Linked DNA regions of Mus musculus: regions 1 and 3 are each linked to region 2. The links are chromatin contacts, called in public Hi-C and HiChIP or PLAC-seq maps. All regions are on one chromosome and are shown on one strand. Each heading gives the region's core, a stretch centred on a gene start, on an enhancer-like site or on the middle of the called end of the contact. The rest is flanking DNA. Distances are from core to core; before and after follow the strand shown.

What was found. Hi-C and Micro-C count contacts between places; a contact is called where the count stands out from the background. HiChIP or PLAC-seq counts read pairs in DNA pulled down with a chosen protein or histone mark.
Region 1: a contact with region 2 is called in a Hi-C map of the N1E-115 cell line, with 4 times the contacts expected there. The contact joins two enhancer-like sites. A contact is called at or near these places in 1 of 15 datasets of contacts at CTCF or cohesin (stem cell-derived epiblast-like cells), 2 of 484 Hi-C or Micro-C datasets (the N1E-115 cell line and bone marrow-derived macrophages), 5 of 115 datasets of contacts at active chromatin or transcription factors (bone marrow-derived dendritic cells, embryonic midbrain, embryonic stem cells and 1 more) and 1 of 9 other capture datasets (embryonic stem cells).
Region 3: a contact with region 2 is called in an H3K27ac HiChIP or PLAC-seq map of embryonic stem cells, with 5 times the contacts expected there. The contact joins two enhancer-like sites. A contact is called at or near these places in 1 of 39 promoter capture datasets (embryonic stem cells), 2 of 15 datasets of contacts at CTCF or cohesin (embryonic stem cells and hippocampal excitatory neurons), 21 of 484 Hi-C or Micro-C datasets (the C10 cell line, the N1E-115 cell line, bone marrow-derived macrophages and 9 more), 39 of 115 datasets of contacts at active chromatin or transcription factors (VIP interneurons, acute myeloid leukemia, astrocytes and 22 more) and 1 of 9 other capture datasets (liver).

Annotation. Positions count from the first base shown.
Region 1 is chr10:60,883,793-60,887,525 of GRCm38.p6, forward strand. No RefSeq gene overlaps it. Among named protein-coding and RNA genes, the nearest start is that of Gm36750, 2.9 kb to the right of the region's middle. Within about 2 kb of position 1,664, at least 40 of the 459 cell types and tissues checked have an H3K27ac peak or open chromatin away from gene starts, as enhancers often do. A contact at or near this core is called in the N1E-115 cell line, where this site is marked.
Region 2 is chr10:61,062,902-61,066,929 of GRCm38.p6, forward strand. No RefSeq gene overlaps it. Among named protein-coding and RNA genes, the nearest start is that of Pcbd1, 24 kb to the right of the region's middle. Within about 2 kb of position 1,905, at least 40 of the 459 cell types and tissues checked have an H3K27ac peak or open chromatin away from gene starts, as enhancers often do. A contact at or near this core is called in the N1E-115 cell line, embryonic limb bud, embryonic stem cells and 4 more, where this site is marked.
Region 3 is chr10:60,812,736-60,816,653 of GRCm38.p6, forward strand. The region is part of intron 1 of Unc5b (unc-5 netrin receptor B); the gene reads right to left. Among named protein-coding and RNA genes, the nearest start is that of Unc5b, 17 kb to the right of the region's middle. RefSeq lists an enhancer at 1,043-3,918. Within about 2 kb of position 1,901, at least 131 of the 459 cell types and tissues checked have an H3K27ac peak or open chromatin away from gene starts, as enhancers often do. A contact at or near this core is called in the N1E-115 cell line, embryonic limb bud, embryonic stem cells and 4 more, where this site is marked.

The DNA.
Region 1 (3,733 bases), core at 414-2,913, 180 kb before region 2:
TGCTTTGGGCTTTATTTCCAGTATCATCTAAACCATGCATGGTGGTACATGCCTGTAATACTCGTGATTGGAAGGTGGAAGCAAGATTGGGAATTTAAGGCCATCATCATCCTTGGTTATAAGGGGAGATCAAGGCCAGCCCAGATATGTGAAAACACGTCTCACAAAAGGAACCCAGTGTCCTTTGCTTTGGCCTTGTGGGCGCCTGCTTTTCTTTCATTTGGCCTAGTAGAATGATGTTTTACTTGTTCCGATGCACGGGACATTCACTCGGGCCCATTGGATGGATGGTCTGAGAGGATTCCTCTCCTTGACCTCGAGGGCCCTAATCAAACTTAATAGCTACAGCATAAACCCCATGTACCAGATCTGGCTGCAGCCAAGACTTGAGAGAGCACTCAGTAGGGCAGCCTTCATAGGCCCAGGGGTAGAGAATCCAATGTAAACCTCCTATCATGGTCTTTTGTACTCCTTCTCAGCCTTGGGGTTCCAACCCTGTTCCACCCCCAACCCTCAGAATTTCAAGTAGAACTGTTCTGACATGTAGACAGCCCGTGGCTCATCGTGACGAATGCATGTTCCTCATCAACAGAGCCCTGATCAGCTGCATAACCTCTGCCCCCAAGAATGGCTGGATTGTACCTTTAGGCCTGCCTGGGCTGTTGCCTGTGCCTCAAACTCAGACCTAAGGACTGGGAAGCAGAGGCAGCCACACTGGGCACAAATTTGGGAGCTTTAGGTACTCCTTCAAACTGAGGTCAAAGGCTGTTCCCACGGGAGGGAGGTGGAATGGCAGGCATAGTGTACTGACGGACAGGAGATATGAATGGAGACGGTGAACACAGGGTGAGGAAGGGTGGGTTAACTTTATGTTGCAACATATCTCTTGTCTTGGTTAGAGTTTTGTTGCTATGGAGAGACACCATTACCTTATAAAGGAAAGACATAAAACATTCTTAAAGGCAACTCTTATAAAGGAAAACATTTAATCGGGCCGGCTTACAGTTTCAGAGGTTTAGTTTAGTATCGTCATAGTGGGAATCACGGTAGTATCCAGACATAGTGCTGGAGAAGATGCTGAGAGTTCTACATCTGGATCAGCAGGCAGCGGGAAATGAATGCCACACTGGGCCTGGCTTAAGCGTCTGAAACCTCAAATCCCTCCCCCAAGTGACACACTTCCTCTAACACGGCCACACCTACCTCCAACAAGGCTACACCTACTCCAACTAAGCCACACCTACTCCAACTAAGCCACACCTACTTCAACTAAGCCACACCTACTCCAACAAGGCTACACCTCCTAATAGTGCCACTCTCTCTGGGTCTATGGGAACCATTTTCATTCAAACCACTGCATCCCTACAGACTTACAACTTCTTAGTTCTAGAGGGCAGAGTCTGATGTGTGTCTCTTTGGGGCAAAAATCAAACTGGTACACATCTCAGTTCCTCCCAGATCCCAGAGGAGAGTGTCTCCTTGCCTTTCTCAACAGCTTTCTGAACAGCGGGGCTCATAGTCCCCTCCACAATGTCAAATCTCATGTCACATGTGTGGCTCGCCTCCGTCACATTTCTGACTGTCCTCTCTCAGGAACGTGCTATCCCACTGGGCTTATCCGGCTAATCTGAAACAATCTGTTTATCCAAGATCCCAAACCACATCCGGAAAGTCCCTGTGACCAGGTGATGACATAATGCCAGAGTCTGAGGCGTAGCATGTGAATGTATGTGAGTAGACTATTTTTCTGTCTAGCGGGACCTGTGAAGCAAGGGCTGTCAGGGTGACCAGCTAGGCTGAAGCTGAGGGGAGGGGTGGCCTTGGCTGGATTTGGTTTGGTGGAGAAAAGGCTTGGTTGAGTGCAGAGCGGGTAATAACCCAAGTCTTGAGCCAAGTAGTTCTCTGCCCACCGGACTTGGCACTGTACAAATACCTAAGAAAAACTTGCAGAAAGAACAAAGGTGAGGCAGCCTGGCTGCTGACTGGCAGGCGTGGGGTGGGGCATAGCCTGGCGTGCTGGCTGCTGATTGGCAGGCGTGGGGTGGGGGCGTAGCCTGGAGTCCATAGCTGAGCTCTTCCCTGGGGACCGGGGTGGGGGGTGGGGGCTGGGGGGAGTGTCTCTGCGGGGAGGTGGGCCCTCTCCATGCAGCGTGGGAGTTAAGTCTATCGCTGTCCCCTTGTCACTCTGTCACCCATCTAATGGCCGTCGATAGTACTTGAATGAGAATTGATGGGGAGATAGATTTAATTAACCCCAGTGTCAGCAGCTGCCGGGCTACCGGTTTGTGTGTTAATAGAGCGGCCACCCGGGCTCTCCAGGGCTTTTCTGGGAGTCTGAGGCCAGCGGAGCAATTGTGCTTGTCAGCATAGGTGGATAAATGAAGAGAGGCAGAACAGTGCTCAGCCTGGACTGGCCTCTCTCTCACTCTAAGACCAACCAGTCACCTTGTTGGTCACGATGGGGCCACCTGGCTCAGCTCCTTCATTGGGATGTCTGTGCTGGGCAAGGATGAGGGCTGAGACAAGTACCCTGCTGGCTCCATCAGCATCAGAGGTCCCTGATGCCCCCTATCCTTGGGGGACCTCTGGGTCAGTGCTTGGCCTGAAGGCTCTAGGCACAGCTAGTACTCTTTGTGTTCGGTCCATCCTTCTTCCTTTGTCTTTGCTGTGGGTGGCACCTGTGCTTGGTACCAGACCTTTGAAGATGTCATTATTCTCTCCCCTGCTAGGCTGTATTGTAGCTCTCCTGTGTGCTGGCCTTCCCTTCAGCCGTGCATGGAACTCTGGGGACCTGACCTCTGCACAGCCAGATCCAAAACATGACCTTGGTTAGTGTTAGAACACCGTGCCCTGGGTCTAGTGTTTTTCCCACAACAGATGTACCAGAGGCGGGGCTTTGAAGCCTGTTCCTTGAGTCTGATGCTTTAGAGTACCCCAGAATGAGCATTGACCCCAACACAGACACTTAAGAGTCTATCAACTAACATATCTATGTCTGGGGCTTTTCTTGTCACTGGAGCCCTGGTCCTACTCTTTAGGGTGAGAGCGGCAGGCTTATGATACTCACTGGCTACCTGCTTCTTGGAGGACCTGGGCACGGTGGTGGGGCCTACAAAGACCCGGAGGCAGCTGGGCAGCAGCCAGTGCCTGTCTGGCAGTCTCCTTCCTCACTTCACACCTCTGCTGCCTTTCATTTTCGGCTCTGATTGGTTTTCTTGTTTTAACACATACCCCAGGCCCCGAGTTTGACCCCAGTGATGGATTCATTGCTCTCTAGGACTCCAGCTGCCAAGCTTGCTCGAAGCTGCTGGGGGTGGAAGTGGGGGGAGCAGGGACAGTGGCAGGAATCATCTTGCATGTCCCAGGATCCACTGTGATCTGGTGTTCTTCCCTCTGGGCAGATCATGACAGAGAGAGAGAGACAGAGAGACAAAGACAGAGAGAGAGACAGAGACAGAGACAGAGAGAAGCTTGGGTATGAAAGGACCCAGTTGGGGACTGTGGAGAGGTTATCAGAGAAAATGGCTAGTCTCCTTCTTTGGGCATCGGATCCCCTTCAGAGTATGAGAGAACAGGAGCTGTGGATGGTCCATCGTTCAGCAATGTGATGTTTGCAACCTTTAATGAAGGGGACATTGATTTCCCATCATGTCCCTGGAAGCGGCCACTGCAGAAATCTTCCTGTTGCTGCATGTACCCCAAGAGAATGGGCAGAGAACTTAGCATGAAGTGG
Region 2 (4,028 bases), core at 655-3,154:
GTGAGCAGACACCATGACCAAGGCAAGTCTTATAAAAAACAACATTTAATTGGGGCTGGCTTACAGGTTCAGAGGTTCAGTCCATTATCATCAAGGTGAGAGCATGGCAGTATCCAGGCAGGCATGGCGCAGGAGGAGCTGAGAGTTCTATGTCTTCATTCAAAGGCTGCTAATGGAAGACTGACTTCCAGGCAACTAGGGTGAGGATCTTATACCCACACCCACAGTGACACACCCATTCCAACCAGGTCACACCTATTCCAACAAGGCCACACCTTCAGATGGTGCCACTCCCTGGTCCAAGGATATACAAACCATCACAGTTACATTTCCCAGGACTAAGGCAGAACATCGGACCAAAAAATTAATTAATTAATTAATTAATTAATTAAAAAATAAAATAAAATTCACTTTAAAGGAGGAAAAGGTTTTTGTGAACTTTCTTAAGGTCTGAAGGTCCCGACCTATCAGGGAGGCAGCAAGAGCTGGATGCAGCTGGACACAATGTGACTGAAGTCCGGAAGAAGAGAGACAAATGCTGGGGGCGGGGCGGGGTGGGGGTGGGGGGGAGGGCAGGGTTCAGCTTTCTTCTTTTTATGAGTAGCCCATAGGATGATGGCTTGTAGGACTGTGAAAGGCAGCCTGGTTTCTGGTGGAACACAGGCTGGAAACCCCGGTGACCCTGAGGAACAGCAGGCGTTTTACCTGGTTCCTGAACACTAGGCTCCTGGCATGAGGCCTCAGCTTTCCATAGATTTGTGTCCTTCAGTCATATAAGGGCCATGCCCCAAGCCCCGCCACAGGACGTAGCCTCAAGACAGATCTTCATTTTAATGAGGTACCTAAAGGCCTGAAGCCAATTAAGCTTTCCTTCCCAGACGCTCCTCTCTGCAAAAGGTATTTAACCTCAGGCCCGCCCCTGAGAAATGGGGTACAGTTTTACTCATCCACTTTCTGCCATGACAATAAACCATGAACTGTCTCTTTTCACTGGGATCCGCCGTGGAGAGCCATAGAGAAGCCCTTCAACTATAGATCCGAGTCTAATCTCTGGTACAAGGCCTCTCTATGCTCTCAGCCGCGACCACCAAGCCAAGCCAGCCACCCACCAACAAACCAAGGGCTCTATCCCCACAGGATCCAGCTGGAGTATCCCCCTTCCCGCTTCGGCCCCAGGCTAGATCCAGCCTGCAGGCTCCCACTCAGTTCTCAGCTCTTCCTTGGCATCCAGCAGCGCCTGGGTGCCCAAGAGCCTGAGAACCAGATGCCCCAGCCTGCTTGCAGTCCTAAGGACCCCTGAGCCAGCTCCAGCTGTCCCCGGGACCTCAGACTGTGCTCCCCCACCCCTGGAGCGGTGTCCCATGGCTTCCCATAGCCCGGCACTGGCGTGGTAAGTGCAGTACAAGTTCCCATGTTCCACCTCCCTTAGGGACCGGAGCTTGTGGCCGGCCGAGAGGATGCAGGACCCCTTAACCCTACAACTGCTCACATTTGGAGTGGGCCTTAGTCCCTCAATTAACCTAATCAAGATAACCCTTCACAGATATTGTCTCCCTCGTGGTTCTAGATCTTAGCTCTGGCCTCAGAAAGCCTGCTGGGATTTATCACCAGGACCCAATGGCTGCCTTAGGGTATAAAGAGGTCTGTGACTCTGCGATAATGTTAGCCTGCTATGGGCCTAGGGAAGCGATTCCTGTATCTGAACCTCAGCTTAAATGAGTGCCTGAGACCTCTAGTTCCACAGGAGGCCCTGTGCACTGAAAAGAGGGTCAGCTGCCTCTGGGGGACAAGGGGGTAAGCGAGCAGAGGGCCCAGCCTGGAGAGGCTTCACAATAATTGGGAGAAGACCTGGCGCTTTGGGCTGGATAACTGGATGCCTGGCCCTGGGAGCTCTGACCTATGAGGGGACGTGAACCCAGGAGAGGCCACGCCCCTGTATAGACCACGCCCCTGGCCAGCCTTCCTCAAAGCTACTATGCGGCTGCAGGAAAGATGGCTAACTCAACTTCTCTGTGATTCTCTATGAATATAGGGAAGTGGAGCCAGAATATCTCCACACGTTCTGTGCCCTGACACTCTTCAAAGCCCACAGAGGTCATGGGGGCTGTAGGAAGGAGCTCAGGGCCGCAGGGCCGCCAGATGGAGGACCAGTCCAGCTCAGCAAAGCCAAAGGCTAAATAAAACAGGATCTTATGCCCTCCGACCCCTGTGCCCAGAATCCCACAAAGGATAGACTTTGTGGGGCTGCGCAGGCTGTTTTTTTTCCAGGCTATGTATTCCTGCCGGGACGGTGGGTACTGCAAGAGCCCCTTGTGTCATACAAGACAGAGTCCCTGGGGATATTCCCACAAAGGGTGCAGGGGAGAAGGGGAGCCGTAGGAGGTAGGAACCCGCAGACTATGGTGCTCTGACACCACAATAGCATGAACTGGGACAAGCTTCATCAAGCCTAGCCATGAGGACATCTCAAGACGCACTAGGAGCACCAAATATGGCCTGGCCATAGGATTCCCCAGCTCTGTCACTGACTAGACAGAACGAAGAGAGGCGGGGTGCCCTTCCCTGTGAGGGGGAGGGGCTACCATTTGCAGGGCAGGCTGCCAGCCAGTCCTAGGGAGTGTCTCTTGAAGAGAAGTCTGCAGGCCAACCCCCCACCCCCCACTTGACTGTGGCTACTGGTCCACCCAATGAGCTGCACCGAAACAAACTCAGATATTTTTATTAACTCAGTCCCTACCTGATGCACCCCAGCACCTCCGCTTCTGCCAGGTTCAAAGGCAGTGCAGTTAATCAGAACTTATTCAGCGGGACACAGATCTGTCTCAGCATATCCTAGGTCCAGCTGGAAAGAACCCCCAGCTGGGACCTGTTTTCGCCTTCTGCTTTGCTGAACTGGACTGGTCCTCCATCTGGCGTCCCTTCGGCCCTGAGCTCCTTCCTACAGACTCCCTGGCCACTGCAAAGCTGGAAGGAGCCCCGGGGCCAGTAGATATTCAGCCCAGAAGACTGCAGGGTGGGCCGTGGGCATAGCTGTCCCTGTTGACCTAGCCTCTGTTTCCTGCGATGACTCTACAAATGGTCCCCTGTGGGGAGACAGCCACCAGGAAGACACATCATGGTCCTCATTTCCCCAGCTCTGGAACTCTCCACCACAGCCATCAAAGAGGAGTATCAGAGGTACCAGAAAAAGGGCTCTGGGTTATTTGACTGTGTCTGACTGGCCACACCCAAACTGGCAACATGAACAGCTGCAGCCAGCAGGGGAAGGACCCCACTTAGTGAGTGAACGGCCATGTCTAGAGGCTCTCAGGGTACCTGAGATCACTCCTGATGTGTTCAGAGCTTTGAGACATTCCAAGATGGCCCACGAGCCTCTCTTCTCAACAGTTATCAGGCACTTGGTAATGACATAGCCTCAGCCGTACCCTGTAGACCTGTTCTCAATCAGGCCCAGCAGGTCAGGGCTTGACGGTGCCTGTTTAGGAGTGTGCATCACAGAAACTAGAGGCCACTGCTGCAAGCTCAGAAAGGTGTCCTGGATGAGGTCAGAGAAACAGGTCAGATTCTGAACAACTATGGCAGCCAAGCCAGCCGGATGTCATGACAGGTGGATCAGGAAGAGCAAGCCAGGTTGACTCCCAGGCCTGTGGCTTGAGCAGTATGCATCTGACTCTATGTGTGCCAGCTCAAGTTACTTAAGCCTGGGCCTGGCTCCTAGTCTCTGCGTGGATTTGTTTGAGTGTGAGTTAATATGTGGAGATTAATTAGAACATTAATTAGAGCCAAGTAGGTGCTCAATAAACACAGGCTTTTATTAACATCATCATTGTTATGAGGAAGCCTGGATGGATGGATGGATGGATGGATGGATGGATGGATGGATGGAGGGCAGGTGGATTGATAAATAGGCAGATAGATGGACAGAGAGATGGAAAGATGGATGGATACATGCAATGAGGAGCACAATATCCCTACATCAGATAGTTGGGGGAGACAAAGGATAGAAGGATGTGGTGTGGGCATGTGTG
Region 3 (3,918 bases), core at 651-3,150, 250 kb before region 2:
TGAACTTTGTGGCAATGTTATATGGCAGACCGAATGCTATGGATTGATTCTGTTGTGAGGTTGAAAATGAGGCTCAGGTAGGCTCAGTAGCTTGTCCTAAGGACTAAGAGATGGGAGATGCGACTTGAAGCTAATCAGTTATTAGAGCTCGTGACAATAAAGGGGGGCCTCTGGAGGTCCCAAGGTGGTTTCTGCTCACATCCAGGGACCAATTCCTGCCCTCTTACTGTTTATCCCACACTGGGCTCCTGCCTGGCCTTCCCTCACGCACCCCCACTGTCCCCGAACTTTCATTATCCTGGAGCCCCACCCTCATCCAAAATCCTCCCCCCCCCACCTCCCTAAGGCTTCATTCATAAGGCTCCCAACTCCCGAGCTGTGAGCTGTACAATGTCAGCTCCATCTGGTCGGACACTTTCTTCCTCTCCTTCTTTCTGAGGCAAGGTCTCTCTGTGCAGTCCTGGAACTCTGTAGAGCAGGCTAGCTTTGAACACAAGAGATCCCCCTGCTTCCGCCTCCCAAGTGCTGGGATTAAAGGCGTGCCACCACCGGGTTATAGAGGAACTCTTTTTCTTAGCTTAAGTAAGAAAAACTCCATGGATGTTGTTTGAGTAGGTTGGGCACAGAGAAAAGCATAATAAAGCCAGGGGCTCACTACTGTTAGGAATACAGAGAGCCCGTGGTCTTTTGGACCCTCAAATTCCAGAGACCCCTGGACCTGAATCTCTTCATTCATCTCCCCAAAGGAGACAGCGAGTCTTCCTTGCACAGAAGGCAAAAACCTGTCCAATGAGATGTTCACCAAGGAGTGTGGGCTGGGAGACCCAGTGCGCACAAAGAGGCCATGGCTAGTCAAGGTCGGGTGAGAGACCTGGCTCCCAGAAGCTCCAAGAGGTACTTTACTAAGTGGGTGCCCGGCTGATGGCTTAAGGACCATTCCTCCCTGCCCTAGACTGTAAATTTACGAGCTGAAAGGCTGGGGTGGGGGCAGGGGCGCTCGGGAGGAACCCAACCCATACCGCCAGATTCTCAGCCTTAGGGCTCCAGGTCCAGGAAGCCATAAAGATGATCTGGCTGAGCTTCCCCACCCCCCAGCGGGTGTTTTAGAGGCTGGGGAGGGGCTCGAAGGAAGGCTGGGGGCAGGGAAGGTAGGGAGTCAGGGAAAGCCAGCATAGGAAAAGAGTGCTAGGTGAGTCGGCCTTTTGTTTGCTCTCCAGAGGCTCTGCCCTGTACTGGGGGTTCTGGCCTGAGCTGTATCATGGACTGGCTTCATAATTACAGGGTATCCCCTCTGACCACTCTGGGAAGCTGGAAGGGTCAGGCAAAGTGGTGTCTGTTCCCTCCTGCTCCTACCAGAAGACACCCTCCACTGACAGCACAAATATGAGATCCACAGACCAAAAGAAGCTTGCCCCCACCAAAAATCACAGAGGTCGTAACTGACAATGAAAGCCAGTGAGACAGAACTGTGGGCTCCCACCTCCCAGTGAGGCAGGGCTTGTGCAGTCCTGGGAAAGAGCAGCCCAGACCTGCTTGCTCGCTTGCCAGAGGGCTTGGTGAGCCCCCCTGGTCCACCCTCTCTGAAGACTGCCTGTGAGGCCAGAAGCTCTGGACCTAGGGGATGGGATTCAAAGGCAGGGAGAGCCAGAAGCCAGAGCATCATCTGTCTTGGGAGTCCACTCCCCAGAGTCTCTTGCTGGGCTCCACATGCCCTCTGGTACTCCCTTTCAAAGTGTCCCGAGCCCTTCTCAGGCCAGCGGCTCCCACAGGATGTGGATGTCTGGCTGGCTGGCTGCAATCTCTACCACATCCCCTCTGGGCACTATCCAGGCCCAGGGCTGAGGAGTGCTGGACCACAGGAGTGACTCCACCCTCAGTCCCCATCTTGGCCAATTCTGGCCCAGCCTCTGGTTTACACACCCACTTCTCCCAGCGAAAGCTAGTCAGTCCTACCCTTAGGAAGCCAGTCCTTAGCTTGGGGCTAAACCTCCTGTGGAGTTTAGCAAAGACGGAGAAGGGTGAGGGGCTGGTGTGGGGGGGCTGGTGGGGGATGGTGGTGGCTGCTAACTGGTTCCACCTCGGTCTTGCTCAGAGCTCTCAGCCGGGTCCCTGGTGGCCCCCTGGAGAGGGGCTGTCTGCAGATAATCAGGGGACAGATTTGGAAAGGAGGAGGAGAAAAGCACCCAGGCGCCAGACAGGATCCTTATCTGCTGGGGCGGAATGTCAGAGGCAGCACACTGGTGCGAGAGGCCTGGAGGAGGCCGCATCTGCATCTGAGCCTGGGAGGGCAGAGGAGACCCTCCTGGGTCCTAGGGGACAAACATGGGGGGGGGGGGACTTTCTGGGCCAGACAGGGAGGAATGCAATCTACCCGGAAAGGACTAGATGCCACATCCTGTAACCGCAACCCCCACCCCCACCCCCACCCCCACCCCACCCTGGCTCTAAATTCTCACCTCCCCCAACAGAGACGGGAGAGGGACCGAGATTCCCAAGGACAACCAGACCTAGCAATCCCTAAATGGCAGGGCTGTCTGAGTCACAAGACTAGCTGGGCCCCCTGGCTAGCTGTGCTCCTGCACCCCAGAAACCCCACGCAAGTTCTACTGCAAATTCTAGGACACTTACCTCCCCTCCCCAACCTAGAAGAAAATACCACACAAAGGCAGGACCCAGAAGCCCCAAGAAGGCCACGGAGGAGCACTAGGACCCCTAGGACACTCTGAGCAAAACCCCAGGCTCCAGTGTGGAAGGCACATTTCTGGTGGGCACTGTTTACCTGTGATGGATTCCCTGGCCGGGCCAGGGCTCTCCTGGGCCTTTCCCTTGGGTCAGGATCAAGGGCACAGGCCTCAGGTTCCTGTTCAAACCCAGGATCTGCCACTGTGAACTTTGAACAGTAGTCTGAAGTGCTCACTGCCCAAGGCTTCAGTACCCTTCGCTATAAAATGGGCTTTCCGGCTCTTGTCTGTCTTTTCCACATCTGACATTCTATGACTCTACCTAACAGCTCCTGAGAACCTGAACTACCTGTAATGAGAAAGCCAGGAGACACAGATAGCTCACATACAATATTCACAGAACATCAAATGGTGCCCATGTGCTCTGGGGCATCCTGGGAGCCAGCTGGGGGCCCAGATTTTAACTTCCTGGTGACCTCTGCCAGAGGCAGTAGCCCGGTTCATATCACAGGGACAGAGCCACAGAAGGAAATGCCAGCAAGGTTCTGAAGACTGAACCAGAGGGCATCTATTCTGTGCCCCACCCCCAGCCCCAGGGAGGCCTGGCTGGCCTGTCTCTCAGCTGTCAGCTGCAGAGCTGTTTCCCTATTAGCTGCTCTGGCTGCTGAAGGAGCAAGGAGCTCTGGACAGACTACAGAGCTGTGAACAAAAGCCAGGCCAGGCAGTGGCTGCCCTTGGGGCTGAAGTGATGGACAGGGGCCTGAGGAGCCACAGGGGAGGGGAGACAATGGGAGTGGGTGGGTGTCCAGGCAAACAGGTTTGGCCAGTGGAAGGGAAACTGAGAGTGAGCAGGAACCTCCAGCATTTTCCGGGGCTGTTATTCTAAGCAGCTTTTTATTTATTCAGAGGTCAGGGATGCGGCTTAACAACTGTCAGCTCGATATTTATTACAGGTGCATCAGCCTGGACCACGGACCCTGTGATGAGGTGACCACAGGACCTTCTTTCCCCCCACCACCCATCTCCTTAGTGTGGCTACTTGGAAACCTGCAAGGAAAGGCTGAAGGGCCTTACTTTGCTGAAAGACAGCCAAAGCCAGCTCTTGGTTTACTTTGGGGGAAACTGAGGCACCAATCTACCTCCAGATCATAGAGCATCCTGGTCGTTGTAATAAACTAATGCTCTGGAAGAGATCAGACTCCAGCAGCATTTAGAAATGCAGTTAGCAACCTGCCTG